Regions from separate parts of the Sus scrofa genome. Here regions 1 and 3 are each linked to region 2. Evidence: chromatin contacts called from public Hi-C data. All regions are on one chromosome and are shown on one strand. Each heading gives the region's core, a stretch centred on a gene start, on an enhancer-like site or on the middle of the called end of the contact. The rest is flanking DNA. Distances are from core to core; before and after follow the strand shown. Region 1 holds the start of GOLGA2 (golgin subfamily A member 2). Region 2 holds the start of CIZ1 (cip1-interacting zinc finger protein). Region 3 holds the start of NAIF1 (nuclear apoptosis-inducing factor 1).

Evidence for each region. Hi-C and Micro-C count contacts between places; a contact is called where the count stands out from the background.
Region 1: a contact with region 2 is called in a Hi-C map of liver, with 3 times the contacts expected there. The contact joins the promoter of GOLGA2 here to the promoter of CIZ1 in region 2. A contact is called at or near these places in 2 of 5 promoter capture datasets (fetal skeletal muscle and liver), 5 of 47 Hi-C or Micro-C datasets (embryonic fibroblasts, liver, mesenteric adipose tissue and 2 more) and 2 of 2 datasets of contacts at active chromatin or transcription factors (alveolar macrophages and skeletal muscle).
Region 3: a contact with region 2 is called in a Hi-C map of skeletal muscle, with 3 times the contacts expected there. The contact joins the promoter of NAIF1 here to the promoter of CIZ1 in region 2. A contact is called at or near these places in 4 of 47 Hi-C or Micro-C datasets (epiblast stem cells, heart right ventricle, liver and 1 more) and 1 of 2 datasets of contacts at active chromatin or transcription factors (alveolar macrophages).

The regions. Positions count from the first base shown.
Region 1 is chr1:268,718,505-268,722,618 of Sscrofa11.1, forward strand. It overlaps GOLGA2 (golgin subfamily A member 2), which reads right to left and starts at 2,670. Exons shown (of 26, transcript XM_021069501.1): 1 at 2,507-2,670. SWI5 (a long non-coding RNA gene) reads left to right here and starts at 1,728. Exons shown (of 5, transcript XR_001306646.2): 1 at 1,728-2,030; 2 at 2,330-2,378.
Region 2 is chr1:268,640,155-268,644,481 of Sscrofa11.1, forward strand. CIZ1 (cip1-interacting zinc finger protein) reads right to left here and starts at 1,910. Exons shown (of 19, transcript XM_013993898.2): 1 at 1,690-1,910; 2 at 943-1,117; 3 at 579-694. The coding sequence starts at 1,112.
Region 3 is chr1:268,528,658-268,533,054 of Sscrofa11.1, forward strand. It overlaps NAIF1 (nuclear apoptosis-inducing factor 1), which reads right to left and starts at 2,871. Exons shown (of 5, transcript XM_003480616.4): 1 at 1,549-2,871; 2 at 1,397-1,546. The coding sequence starts at 1,906. It overlaps SLC25A25 (solute carrier family 25 member 25), which reads left to right and starts at 3,095. Exons shown (of 11, transcript NM_001164510.1): 1 at 3,095-3,216; 2 at 3,219-3,348. The coding sequence starts at 3,095.

The DNA.
Region 1 (4,114 bases), core at 1,420-3,919, 79 kb after region 2:
GCGTAGGTTGACAGCTACAGCTCTGATTCGACCCCTAGCCTGGGAATTTCCATATGCCATGGGTGTGGTCCCCCCAAAATAAAATAAAATTAAAAAGATTACAAAATACTCTTCCATATGCCATCAGATTTAATGTTACAGCAACTCTACCAGGTGTCATAATTGTCCATGATTCAAGAAAGGGACTGATAACATGGCTAGGGAGGGGGAAAAAAGCAATAATGGGTAATAAGGGAATTTAAACTCAGTCTTCAGACACTGAGTTCTGGGGTTATGACATCTGTCAACAGCTGCCAGAGGCAGAGGTGGAAAAGTAAACATTTAATCAGACATCAGGGTCCTTTCTTACACCTGTTAGAGCTGCACACCAGTTCTTATCAAACTTTCACACCCATTATCCTAATGGCAGAAGACAGTGAAAGCAACACCCCTAGTAAATCTGGAAATGTAACAGAAAGGGGACAACTCAGAGAGAAGTCTATTACAACCTTATGAGTCTATGCAAATGTCATCCCTAACTACATTAATACGAAAGGCTTCTCTCTCAAGAGAATCAAGCCAAATTGATGCTGCGGTCCCACATTTCATCCTGCGGCACTTAGGATGTTGAGATGATGATTTGGGAAAGATTCCCCAGCTGGGAAGTTCAATTTCCGGGGATCTGTTCCACAGAGGATAAGCAGATCTCACTCCAAAGAGCACTGAATGAGGGGCACTCTGGCCTCAGATTCACAGGGAATTAGAGATAGAAAATTCAGGTGAAAAATGTGAAAGTCTCTCTGGATGGAAACCAGGGAGAAAACCAAACTAAACAAAACACATTCTCCCCATTGCCACCCAGAGATGATGTCCATGTTTTGAGATCACTGGTGAAGTGTAAAGCGGGGGTCTTTTACGCTATCAACATCCAAGGATGGGGTACAGTCTAGAGTAAAGGGGCCTGAAACCCAAGTCGGACCTAGGTCCGATAGTTCCGACTTCCCATCAAGCTGGAAATCTGTGCCGCGGCCAAAGAAACCGGAAAGGGTGGGAAAACACTAGGGGACCGGGTCGTAGTATCAAACACCGGGGCTCGGGCTCCGGGCGGTAATGACAGTTCCGAGGGGGATTATGACGTAACTACATTCCACTCCTCCCTCCCGACGCCCGAGTCGCCGCTCCGCGGTGGGGGAGGGGAGCGCAAGGCCAGGACCGAGGTCCTTGGAGACCGGGAGACTAGGGAGCCCAGGGAGCCCAAGAGGTCCGGTTCTGGGCGGCGGGAGGCGAGGGCCGAACCTGAAGCGGGAAGCCCCGGGGGTCACCAGCCCAAAGTCACCCGGGGGTGACGAGTGAGGGCGGGGGCTGGGCTGCCAGGGGGCGGGACTGGCTGAGAAGACTTTTTGAGGGGGGCGCCAAGGGGCGCCGAGGGGCTCGCCCCGTGTGCCTTGGAGGCAGCACAGACTCTGGCCATGGCCCGGCCATCGAAGGGGTCTCGGGCTGAGTCAGGGAGCCGCGACCCCGCGTGTTTTACCTTTTTCTTGGCCGCAGCCAATTTGCTCTGTCGGGTTTCTTCCGACATCCCGGGACGGGGCGGGGGAAGGGGGGGCCACATCAGCACGATCCCGGCAACCACCGCGGAATTGCTTCCGGCAGTCACCGCGCCACTGTGCGACTGAGCCAGAAAAGGAGGGACCGGGGCGGTTCTAGGCAGCAGCGGCGTGGGCGTGGCCTAGATTCTCCAATCCCATTGGCCGATTGGAAAGATGAAAGGAAAAGGGGGCGTGGCTAGGCCGCCGCGAGCCAGGTGGAACGGGTGGAGTCATAATACAGGCTGCGCGCGCAGCCGCGGTCCCCGCCCACCTCGGCGGGGGGAGGGGCGGGGCCTGCTCTCGCAGGGTGCGCGCGCAGCTGGCTGTATAACGACTCCTGGTCTCCATCACAGGATTCGGAATAGCTGGCGGGCTGAGAGGCCTCTTTTTCGCCCTCGCCCTGGACCCTCCTGCACTGCAGACCCCCCCGAGTCGGGGGCCCCGAACCCCAGGGCTGAGGAGGTGGGCGAGGAGCGGACAGCACGGGGAAAGCACATCCCTTCCCAGTCCCTCTCGCTCCCGTAGCTTTGCCCCCAACTTTCTTTTCCCTGAGATCAGCTCCAGAGGCCTCCATCCGCTCCTCCACACTCTACCCCCTGTCCGAATACCCTCCTCGAGGAACCCCACCCTGATCCCGGGAGCATCCAGTCGCGGTCGCTCCTCCCGCACGGCTGTCCCTCCTCTCACACCCCCAGAGTACCGCTTTCCTGCCGAGGCGGACTCTGGGTCCAATCAACTTTTTCCCTTGGATTCCTCTCCAGGACTCAACCAGGACTTTCCAAAAGCTGCCGCGGGGCCTTCCGATCCCCTGTGAGTATGCCTCTGCCCCCTCTCCGGCCCTCCCACCCGGTTAGCTCCCTCGGCTCCCAGCCCCCCTCTCCGTCCCCAGCAGCGGCTGACCCACCCGCTGCCCTCTTCGAGGTCTTCCCTCAGCTGACCTCATTCTGCGGAGAAAGTCCAGGTCATTTCGCAGTCCTTCCCCTTCTTTTCCTCCTGCCCACCAAGCTTCAAAAAAGAAAGAGCATCCTGGCGTTCGTCAGTGGTACCCCAGGCTCTGCAAGTGGGCTCCGTCTCTCCTCCTTCCTGCCAGCGCCACAAGTGGTTGGTTGGTTTCCTTCTTTCCACACCACTGTCCCTCCCTCCCACTGTCCCTCCCTCACCCGTTCCACCCCCTTGGAAACCACTCTCATTCCCTCAAACACATGTGCTCTCTCCTGTCTTGGGCATTTGGATACACTGACCCCTGTCTGGGATACTGTTTTTCCAGCTTTTGGCCAAACTGATACCTACGCATCCTTTAAAGCTGAGCTTCCTCAGAGAAATCTCAGCCCCACTTTCTGGCTCAGGCCAGTGGCTCTGTGAGACACTCCCTTGGCTCCCTGTACTTCAAAGCACTTTGCAGATGGCAGTTAGTTGATTGGCTGTTTGACGGACTCATTTGAGATAATACCTGCTATGCGCCAGAGACTGTTATAGACACAGGGCAATCAGCAGTGAATAAAACAAAGTCCCTGCTCTCATGGTGTTTACAGCCCCGGGGTATAAGACTGACAATGAACATAATATTATTCCTGAAATGTACAACATGTCGGGTGGTGACTGATGTTAAAAACATCAGGACAGGGAGTTCCCGTGGTGGCGCGGCAGAAACAAATCCGACTGGGAACCATGAGGTTGCAGGTTCGATCCCTGGCCTCGCTCAGTGGGTTAAGGATCCAGCGTTGCTGTGAGCTGTGGTGTAGGTCGCAGATGTGGCTCAGATCTGGCATGGCTGTGGCTGTGGTGTAGGCAGGCAGCTATAGCTCCAATTAGACCCTGAGGCTGGGAACCTCCATATGCTGAGGGTACGGCCTTGAAACAACAAAAGCCAAAAAAAAGAAAGAAAGAAAGAAAACATCAGGACAAGGGGCTCGTGAGTGACTGAGGAGTGGCCATTTTAGCTGGGGTGGTCAGGAAGCCTTTTCTGATGAGGTGGGACCTGTGAGGAGAGCTGTAAATGGGACTCTCTGGAAGAAGAGCCTAATTGTTGGGTGTTTTATGTCTGGGACGAGGCTCTACAGTCTATGAGGGCAGGGGATCAAGCCTGGATGTCTTATCCATTGCTAAACCTCTGGAGCCTTTGCCTGTGCCTGGCAGCTAGTATTTACTCATGGTCCGTTGACTGGTTAAAAGCCCCTATCCTAAATATGGGAACCACGTCTGCCTCTGTCTCTTGTATTAGAGTTGCTCCAACACCCATTTCCTGAAGACTAGCCGAGTATCAGGCACCAGCCCTTGAAGCTTTTAGAGCCAGAAAGGACAAAGATGAACAGAAGGGTTTTGCTACCCAGTGAGACTATAAACCCAGGGATAACATAGATTTGAGAGGAGAACCCAAGAGGTGGACCTGAAGTGGATTCTCGGGTCAGACTGGGGACCAGGTAAAGATGAGTTTGGCTGAGAGTAAAAGAAAACCCCAAGTAATGAAGGCTTAAACAATCATCAGGCCCCCTCTATAATCCAGGACGCCTTTCAACTCCAGCATCCCTCCAGCTGGCAGGAAGGAG
Region 2 (4,327 bases), core at 660-3,159:
GCTGGGTCTGAAGACAAGCTGGCCCTGGGATTACCCCCACAGTGGCTGAAGTATTAGGAGTCACATCTTGGAAGGAAGGCCAGAAAGACAGCTCTCCACAGGGGAAAACTCGGGTAAGGGCTCAGGCTTAATGCAGAGGGCTAGAGACATCCATCCATTCAGTGATCCAGGCAGTCAGGAGGCCCAAGCCTCCATCTAGCTCAACCACTGCTGATGCTGTGTGACCCAGGGCAAATGACTTTCCTTCTCTGAACCTCAGCTTCCTCATCTGCCAAACAAGATGCGAAGGAGGGTGGTCAAAATAGACCTTTCCACCCATCATCTTCTAATGTGCATGTCAGCAAAGTGTGCTGAGTAGCGCCCACGGAGCTGGCACCATGGCCAAGGGCACACTGCCGTGATCAGACAGACCTGCATTCAGCTGAGCAACTGAGGGACTTCCACCTCCTAGAGCCTCAGTGTCCTCATCACTAGGACCCTGACAGTAGCTCCCTCTCAGGGTTGCCGTGTGGACTTGACATTGAATGCTGTTGAGGAGCTACCCTTAGGATGGAGAGAGACAGGGCCGGCGGCCGTACCTTGCAACTGCTGCAGAAGCAAAGCTCTCTGCAGCACAGAGCCGTTGAGGAGGGAGGCGGAGCTGGTGCCCTGGAGATTCAGGAGCTGCTGCTGTGGTTGCTGCTGGGGGAGCCCCCTGGGTGTTGAGAGCAGGAGTCAGACGGTTACTGGGAGAGTCAGATCCTCCCTCCTCCCTGAGATCCCTCTCCTCCATTCTCTGCCTGCCTCTACAGCAGACAGAGGATCCCCTTGGGGTGGGGAGTAGGGGCCTCCAGGACTCAGACAGGGATGCTCCGGGGAGAAATGTCTTGGGGGAGGGGACGCACCAAGGCATGCATCTGAGGGGCTGGGCTAAAGCCACCCACCCCTCCAGTGGGAGCTCACCGGCTGACGGCCATGGGCAGAGGAGCCTGCGGAGGGGACTGCTGGAGCAGCTGCTGGAGCTGCAGCAACTGCTGCTGTTGTAGCTGCTGCTGCTGAAGCTGTTGCTGCTGAAGCTGCTGCTGCTGCTGCTGGAACTGCTGGAGCTGCTGCTGCTGCTGCTGGTTGAACATGGTGGCTGAGGGAAGGCGGGGGGAGTCAGGCCGGATCTCCGTCACCCACTCCCAGCCCGCGGCGCTCAAATACCGCGGCTGAGTTTCACAGCTACTGTCCCGGTCCTGCCCAGAGCTGGCCACACTTGCGGCCCATCCTTTCAAAACCCCTCCAATTCCACCAGCAGAAGGGTTCGCCCCCCCGCCTCCTGCCAATTTCCCCCAAATCTTTCCAACAGTCCCCCTTTCAAACGTCCGACCCCGCCCCCTATCTCGCCAACTCTCCCGCTCGGTCCTTCCTGGAGGAGCGTCCGACACAAATACACCTCCCACCCCACCCTTCGGCCATTCTCCGCGCCAATCGCGTACCGATGCCAGCCCCTCTCCACTCACACCCCTTTGATACGCCCACCCCGTCCCAAGCGCACATTTTATGTCAATAACATCAGCCCCCGCCCCCACCCCCGCCGCTACCTTTCACTTTCATCCAAGAACGAAGTAGGACAGGCTTCCCTCCACTCTACTCCCCACCCCCATTCCACTAACCCCTTCCTTTACAGATCGAGCCAGCATTACACTTCAAATCCGGTATCCCCACCTGCCCGCGAAGCCCGCAGCCTCCGTTCAAGGGGCCCCTAAGTCTTCGGCCGTCCCCCCAGCGGTGCCCGGCCCGCGCCCCTCGCCTCCCAGGGCGGGAATCGCACGGCCTCCTCCCCGCACTCTCGCCGCGGTCGCGTAGGCCCCAGCGGCAGGGCAGGCCGGACAGGCCGGGAGGCTCCGGCTCGCGGATCCCCGGCTCCCCGCAGCTCCGCCGGGGCCTGGCGCTTCCGAAGGCGGTCTGCAGGCCGGGCCCAGGCAGCGCCCTCTGGAGGCCGGGAGGTCCGGGTGGCGCCCGCCGCGTCGCGAGATCCTGCCCAGCGCACCCGCAACGCGGCAGGGGCGGTGCCTGCTCACCCAGCGGCTGGGTAGTGGAGGGCTTAGTTCCGGGCTGCGAGGCGGTCCTGAGCAGAGCAGACCCTCCGTCCCTCGTTCTCCGCATCGTGAAGGGGCTGCTCTGAGCCCAAAGTCCATCCGTCGCCACCCAGAGTGATCTGTCGTCTGGCGGGGACCGTCTCCAACCGACCTCCCCGCGGGTGCCACTGTCCCGCGATCAAGGGCCCCGCGCGGGGCTGGGATGGGAGGGGCGTGCAGCTGTACATTAGGGGACTGAGACCGGGCGAGAAGGCGATCGGCATAGCGGGGCAGAAGAATTTGCCCTAAAAGGTATGGGAGGTGGGTTTGAAAGTTACTGTTTTTTCCCCCTAGGATTTGACTCGGGGGCGGGTGAGGAGGGCTGAGTTCAATGGTTAAAACAACCACAACAAAACCCGGCGCGCATCCTGCCCCCGAATGGTGCTGCCAGCAAAGACCCTTTAATTACGACTCCGTCCTGCGCCCCGGCGCCCTTCCCAATGGCCCCCACTTCGAGTCACCGAGCTGCGTTACTAAATAGCAATCTCTCTCCCCTTTGCAGTTACTCAAAGCCGTCCTCAACTCTTAACAGCCCCAGGCAATGCGCTCACTTTGCTTTAGGCGCAGACCACATGCCGCACGGCGCATGGTGGCGCTAGGGATGCGCAGACCTGAGGTCCACCCAAGGAGACCCGAGTGTCAACCAATCACTGCAGTCATGTGACCAGTGCTTCCCTAAAGCTCGGGACCCGCTCTACCGCCGCCCCGGGCGGCCGCACAGAGGTGCCTAACTCTGCTTGGACTTAGGCGGGAGGGCTGGGCGCGGCTAGACTCAGGGGACTTCGCGCCTTGGGCGGAAGGGCAACCAGGCTTTGAACACGGGCCTGAAGAGTTGGGTTTTATCTATGGAGGGCAGGGAGCGCTAGAGAAGAGAGTGTGACAGCATCGTATCCACCCAGATTAGAACGCTCGGCTCCAGTGAGAACCAAGGAAGAAGGGGTGGGGTCAAGTCAAGATCGCCCAGGCTTCCAAACAGATAGATCTATCTGGGACCTCGGAGGGGTCCGGGATTGAATTGGGGTCCCGCTGCCTTGTGGCTAGGCGCCCCTGGCGGACCTGAGCCTTTCTTCGTCTGTAAAATGAGTACCCCCTCCCGGGGGAAGAGTTGTATGTGTGAGGATGCTATTACATAACGTTTAGCACTGGCACCTGGCACAGGGCGAGCTTAGCAAATTGCCAAAGTACAAAAAGCTAAAAATAATGTTCGTGGTGGTAAAGGTAGAGAAGCCAGCACTGGATTCCTGTGTTGGTTCACCTTTCCAGAAAGCATTCTGCAAATTCTCCATCAAGACTCTTGAACGCCTTGAACACCTTGCCCCTTGATCTGGTCACCCCACTTATAGGAATCTAGCCCAAGAAAATAATCAGAAAGAAGTCTTTTCAAAACCCAGCAAGTCACTCACAGAAACATGATTTATCATAGCTGTCTGGAAAATAATCAACTTTGGGGAACAGCTAAATAAAGCATTGGTGTCCGCCTCCTAAGGCACACAGCCTTCAGGAATTATTTCAAAGGATTTTTTCATATTTTTAATTTTTATTTTTGTGTTTTTAAGGCCACACCTGCGGGATATGGAGGTTCCCAGGCTAGAGGTTGAAACGAAGCTGTAGCCAGCGGTCTACACTACAGCCTCAGCAACGCCGGATCCTTAACCTACTGAGCAAGGCAGGGATCGAACCTGCGTCCTCATGGATGCTAGTCAGATTTGTTTCCACTGAGCCACAATGGGGACTCCTCAAAGGATTTTGTTTATTATTATTATTATTATTTTGCCTTTTCTAGGGCCACTTCTGCGGCATATGGAGGTTCCCAGGCTAGGGGTCTAATTGGAGCTGTAGCTGCCAACCTACACCAGAGCCACAGCAACGCGGGATCTGAGCTGTGTCTGCGACCTACACCACAGCTCACGGCAACGCCAGATCCTTAACCCACTGAGCAAGGCCAGGGATCGAACCTGCAACCTCATGGTTCCTAGTCAGATTCGTTAACCACTGTGCCACAACCGGAACTCCAAAGGATTTGCTGTTATTTTTATTTAATTTTTTTTGTCTTTTAGGATTCTGTTGTTATTGTTGTCGTTGTCTTTCATCTTTTGAGGGCTGCACCCACAGCATATGGAGATCCCTGGCTAAGGGTCTAATCAGAGTTACAGCTGCTGTTCTGTGCCAGAGCCACAGCAACACCAGATCCAAGCTGCATCTGCGACCTACACCACAACTCATGG
Region 3 (4,397 bases), core at 1,621-4,120, 110 kb before region 2:
CTCGGTGCTTTCTTGACTTCCATGTCTCTTACGGCCAAGGCGAAAGGAAGCAGGAGTGGGAAGCCAGCAGCTAAAGCACCCAAGAAAGGCCTCCTGGCTCCTTAATCACCTTGGCCAATGGAATACCTAAAGGGCCTTCCGTTCCACAACAGCAACTGATCTAGACCAGTGCGCACTCCCCTTTTCCACCTCAACGTCCTTGAGAATACGACACTGGGGGCAGATGGCACACATACAGCCAGTTCCCTCAAGCCCCACTGAGAATCACTGACCAATGCAGTTCCCAGCCCATCACAAAGAGCAGTAAACAGTCATCCATGCAAACTGAACGAAAAAGTCCAACCAACCAATTTCGTTGTGCTTCGTAGGCTTGAAGGCATTCTAGCTGGGCTGTTTGGGCCTTCAAGCCTGTAGGAAGGAGTTCCCATCGTGGCTCAGTAGGTTAACGAGTCCGACTAGGAACCATGAGTTTGTGGGTTCGATCCTGGCCTTGCTCAGTGGGTGAAGGATCCGGCATTGCCGTGAGCTGTGGTGTAGGTTGCAGATGCGCTTCAGATCCCGTGTTGCTGTGGCTCTGGCATAGGCCAGCGGCTACAGCTCCAACTCAACTCCTAGCCTGGGAACCTCCATATGCCACGGGAGCGGCCCAAAAAATGGCAAAGAGACAAAAAAAAAAAAAAAAAGCCTGTAGGAAAAGGTGAGTCTTCTCCACCCCTTTTTTAATGCCAACATCTACTGTGTGCTTCCACCCCCACCAAGAAGCCCCCTTTCTCTTCTGAGCTCTTAGGGCCTCCCAACTGACAGTGCCATTATCGACATATGTGTCTTATCTGACCTACTAGAATATAACTGGCCCATCTCTTAGACACCTTGGTAATCCCAGCGCCGAGCACAGGGTCTGGCACAGAATCGCGCTAAGGTTTGAGGCGTGACCAGAGGAGCAGAATAACACCAGGAACCATGAGGCTCCTCAGCAGTGCCTGATGGATGCTCACCACCCTGGAAACTGGAATGTCTTTGTCCAGAATCGATGTCCATCCACCTATTGGTTCAACAAATGTGTCCTGCCTGCCCACGGTGTGCCAGGCCCTGTGATAAGTCCTGTGAGGATACAAACAGGGTCTCTGTCTTCAAGGACCACATAGTTCAGTCATGGACACGAATGGTGGCCACACAGTGGAGAGCAAGCCAGCCTGTCAGAAGTCCAGACTGCATGCTGAGGAAGTCCAGAAAAAACAAGATCGTTTCTGCTTGCGGAGCTCTTAGAAGGCCTCGTGGTCTTCCAAGGCTCCCATCTGACCTTTGACCCTTGGCAGCCAACCTTCCCTGGGCTGCCCCAGCTCTTGCTGGCCCTTCCCATTTAGGCTCGCCAGACTGGGCGGGAGAGGTCACTCACTCTGTGTCAGGGTGACTGTGGCTGCGGCTGCAGTGGCTGTGGGTCCAAGGGCCACGGGGTGGATCTCTGTGGTACTGGGCAGGCTGATGATGGTGGCCTCGCCCAGGAGGTTGCAGATGCGTTGTTGCATGGGGGTGAGCAGTACGGGGCTACAGCTGGGCCACCACCGCCACTGCCACCACCTGTCCCAGGCCCACCGGCTCCGTCGTCCTCAGTGGGCCCTGGGGCCTCACCACCCTCCACAGCCGCCCGGACCTGGGCAACCTTGCGACGGACCTCGGTCTTGAGATCAGACCACTTTTTCTTGACCTCGGGCAGCTCCCTGCGGCAGGTGGCCACGGCATTGACCCTTCTCAGGATGCCATGCCACGCTGCGCTCTTGGCAGCCAGAGGGACCCCGGCGTTGAAGTGGTTCACCAGCAGGTGCTTCTTCAATTCCAACTCCTCCACGATGATCTCCACCTCTCGCTCAGAGAAGTTCATCTTCCTCTTCTTGGCTGGGACAGCCATGGCCTCTCCCCACCCCGCCTTTTAAATAAATTATAATCCCCTACCCGCCCAAATTCCCCTTCTCTTCTCCCTTAGCCTCGCTCCTCACCCACCCCCTCCTACAGAGGATAGGCTGGGCTTGTCCAAGGCCAAGCACCAGGCCTTTGGTAACCCCCCTCGTTACGCAAACTGCGTAGGGCCCAGCTCCGACTCGCTCAGCCGCTGCCAGCCAGCTGCGTAATGGCTTCCTGAATCTGCCTCTTCCGCCGGGATGTGCGGAGATCCGCCCACTTCCCCTCTTCCCGCCTCCCAGAGCTTCTCCAGGGGACCCACCCTCCCGGTTGGCCGAGGCTCACAGATTACGTCGCTCACTGGTTCTTTCCATCTGTCATTCAACCAAGGGCCCGCCTATTTACTGAAATTGGCCTGATGATTGGTCTAAAGGCGTGTCTGTCGCTACGGAGCGCGCCACCCAACCTAGCCTTAATTCATTTCCATTGGAAAATAGTCATGTCGTTCAATCATCAGTTTTACGAGTTTTGCGCCGTTAAATTCAGCTCTTTTATTTGTGGTTTAGGGAGTTAGATTACCAAAACTCGGCCTCCTGAGGATCTCTAGTGCTTGCGGCCTGAGATGTTGGCCAATTAATTTTTAATTCCATCCAGGTGCGCAAATTCTGCCTTGCAAGCGCATCTCACAGTTGCTCCTCACGTAAATCCTACTTCTCACCGGATATTACAATCTCTACGAATAGGACAGCTCCTCCAATCTTTACGATTCCTTCATCTAAACCACGTTTCTCAATGGAAATATGACACGGGGCCTTCTGCCTGCCAATCACAAGACTTGTGCCTATCACAGCGTGACTTCCTCTCTCGGCCGGACCCAGCCAATCCCCACCTCCCTCAGTTTGAATCGGCCCCTGGCTGAGCAGAGATCGCCCGCCCTCTCCATTGATCTGGGTAAGTCCAGGGCCGCGTGGGCAGTTCTTGGGGAGGCTCCGCCTCTCTAGGTGGCCGTCCGGTCTATGAGTGGCGGGCGTCGTGCCTAGGGGCGTGACCATCCAGGCGGCAAGAGGCGGGGCCGGGCTCCCGGAAGCCGCCCATCCGGCCAGCTTGCCGGCATCCCTGAGCCCGCGCTCAGTGTCTGGGGACACCCGCGTATCTTTCGTGCTCTCCCCGCCGGCCCGTTGCCCTTGCCTCGCGCCCGATGGTGAGCAGTGTGTTGTGCCGCTGCGTGGCTTCCCCGCCGCCGGACGCCGCCGCCACCGCCTCTTCGTCCGCCTCGTCGCCGGCGTCTGTAGACCCGTGCGGCGGCGCCGTCTGCGGGGGCCGGACCACCAGCTGCGCCTGTGGAGCCTCTTCCAGACTCTCGACGTCAACCGCGACGGCGGCTTGTGTGTCAACGACTTAGCAGTGGGGCTTCGGCGCCTGGGACTGCACCGCACTGAGGGCGAGCTCCAGGTAGGCAATGAGCTCTGTCCGCGTGGGCGGGGAGGGGACTCCCTTCGTTCCCCAGCACCTTCGGGAGGTCCAGGTGACAGGTCTGGTCTGCACCATCGCCTTCTTGGGCAATCCCTTGGAGCTTGGTTGTCTTGGTGGATGACCTCTCGGGTGGGCTGGGACCCCCTGGTGACAGATGGCACCCCATTTTCTGGTGGGAGTGGAGCTCCTTCTTGACCTCTGTGGGCTCTTGGGCCAGGAGGAAAGGCTCTCCTGGCTACAGGTGGGCACTCTCTGGACATTCTGATGGTAGAAAAGCCCCTTTCTGGTCGGGCTTTCCCCAAAGTAGAAGGTCAAATCTCAAAAGTTTGCCTTATGTCACCTTCTGACCTCAAGAGTAAGCTTTGATGCTCCCCTCTACCCTTCATTAATGGTTTCATCCATCCTCCTCCAGGGACACCCCTCACTCGCCTCTCCCGCTCCCTTCCATGCCGCCTGTGGGCCCTGATCTGGTTCCTCTCAGAAGCATGTGGAAGTTAGAAAAAAAAAAAGAAACTGGGGTTTCTGATGAATCTGGGGGTGTTGAGAACTGATGATTCTCAGGAGTTAGAGCCATCCCGTGGACACGCTGATTCAGAAGATGGAATTGTGATCTCTTACAGGGTTGCAGATTAGAATGAAAGAATTAGGGGGAAATCCTTCCTAAAAGTGAAAGTGTGACCCACCCAGGAGGGGGTATTGTTACTCTTGTCCTCCAATAGGCTCCCAGCCAAGGAGGAAGGGCAGACAAGAAGTGCTGTCCTTTCAGTATTAAAAACCTCAAGCAGAGGCTGTTTCTCTCCCTTCTGTCTCTCATGGTATGTTTCTCCATCTGACTTTGTAGCTGTGGCTGTCCTTTTCCACATGGTTCATCTATTATGGCTTAGCCCGATTTATAAACCTGGAGGAAAACTAATGAGCCCTTTACCTAGTAACCTGTTTCTCTTCGAAGTTTGTTCCTTTGGTCTGTTTATACACAGCGCAATTAGAGAATCTCTCAGAGCTAAGAGTGGGGAAACATCTGGTCCAAT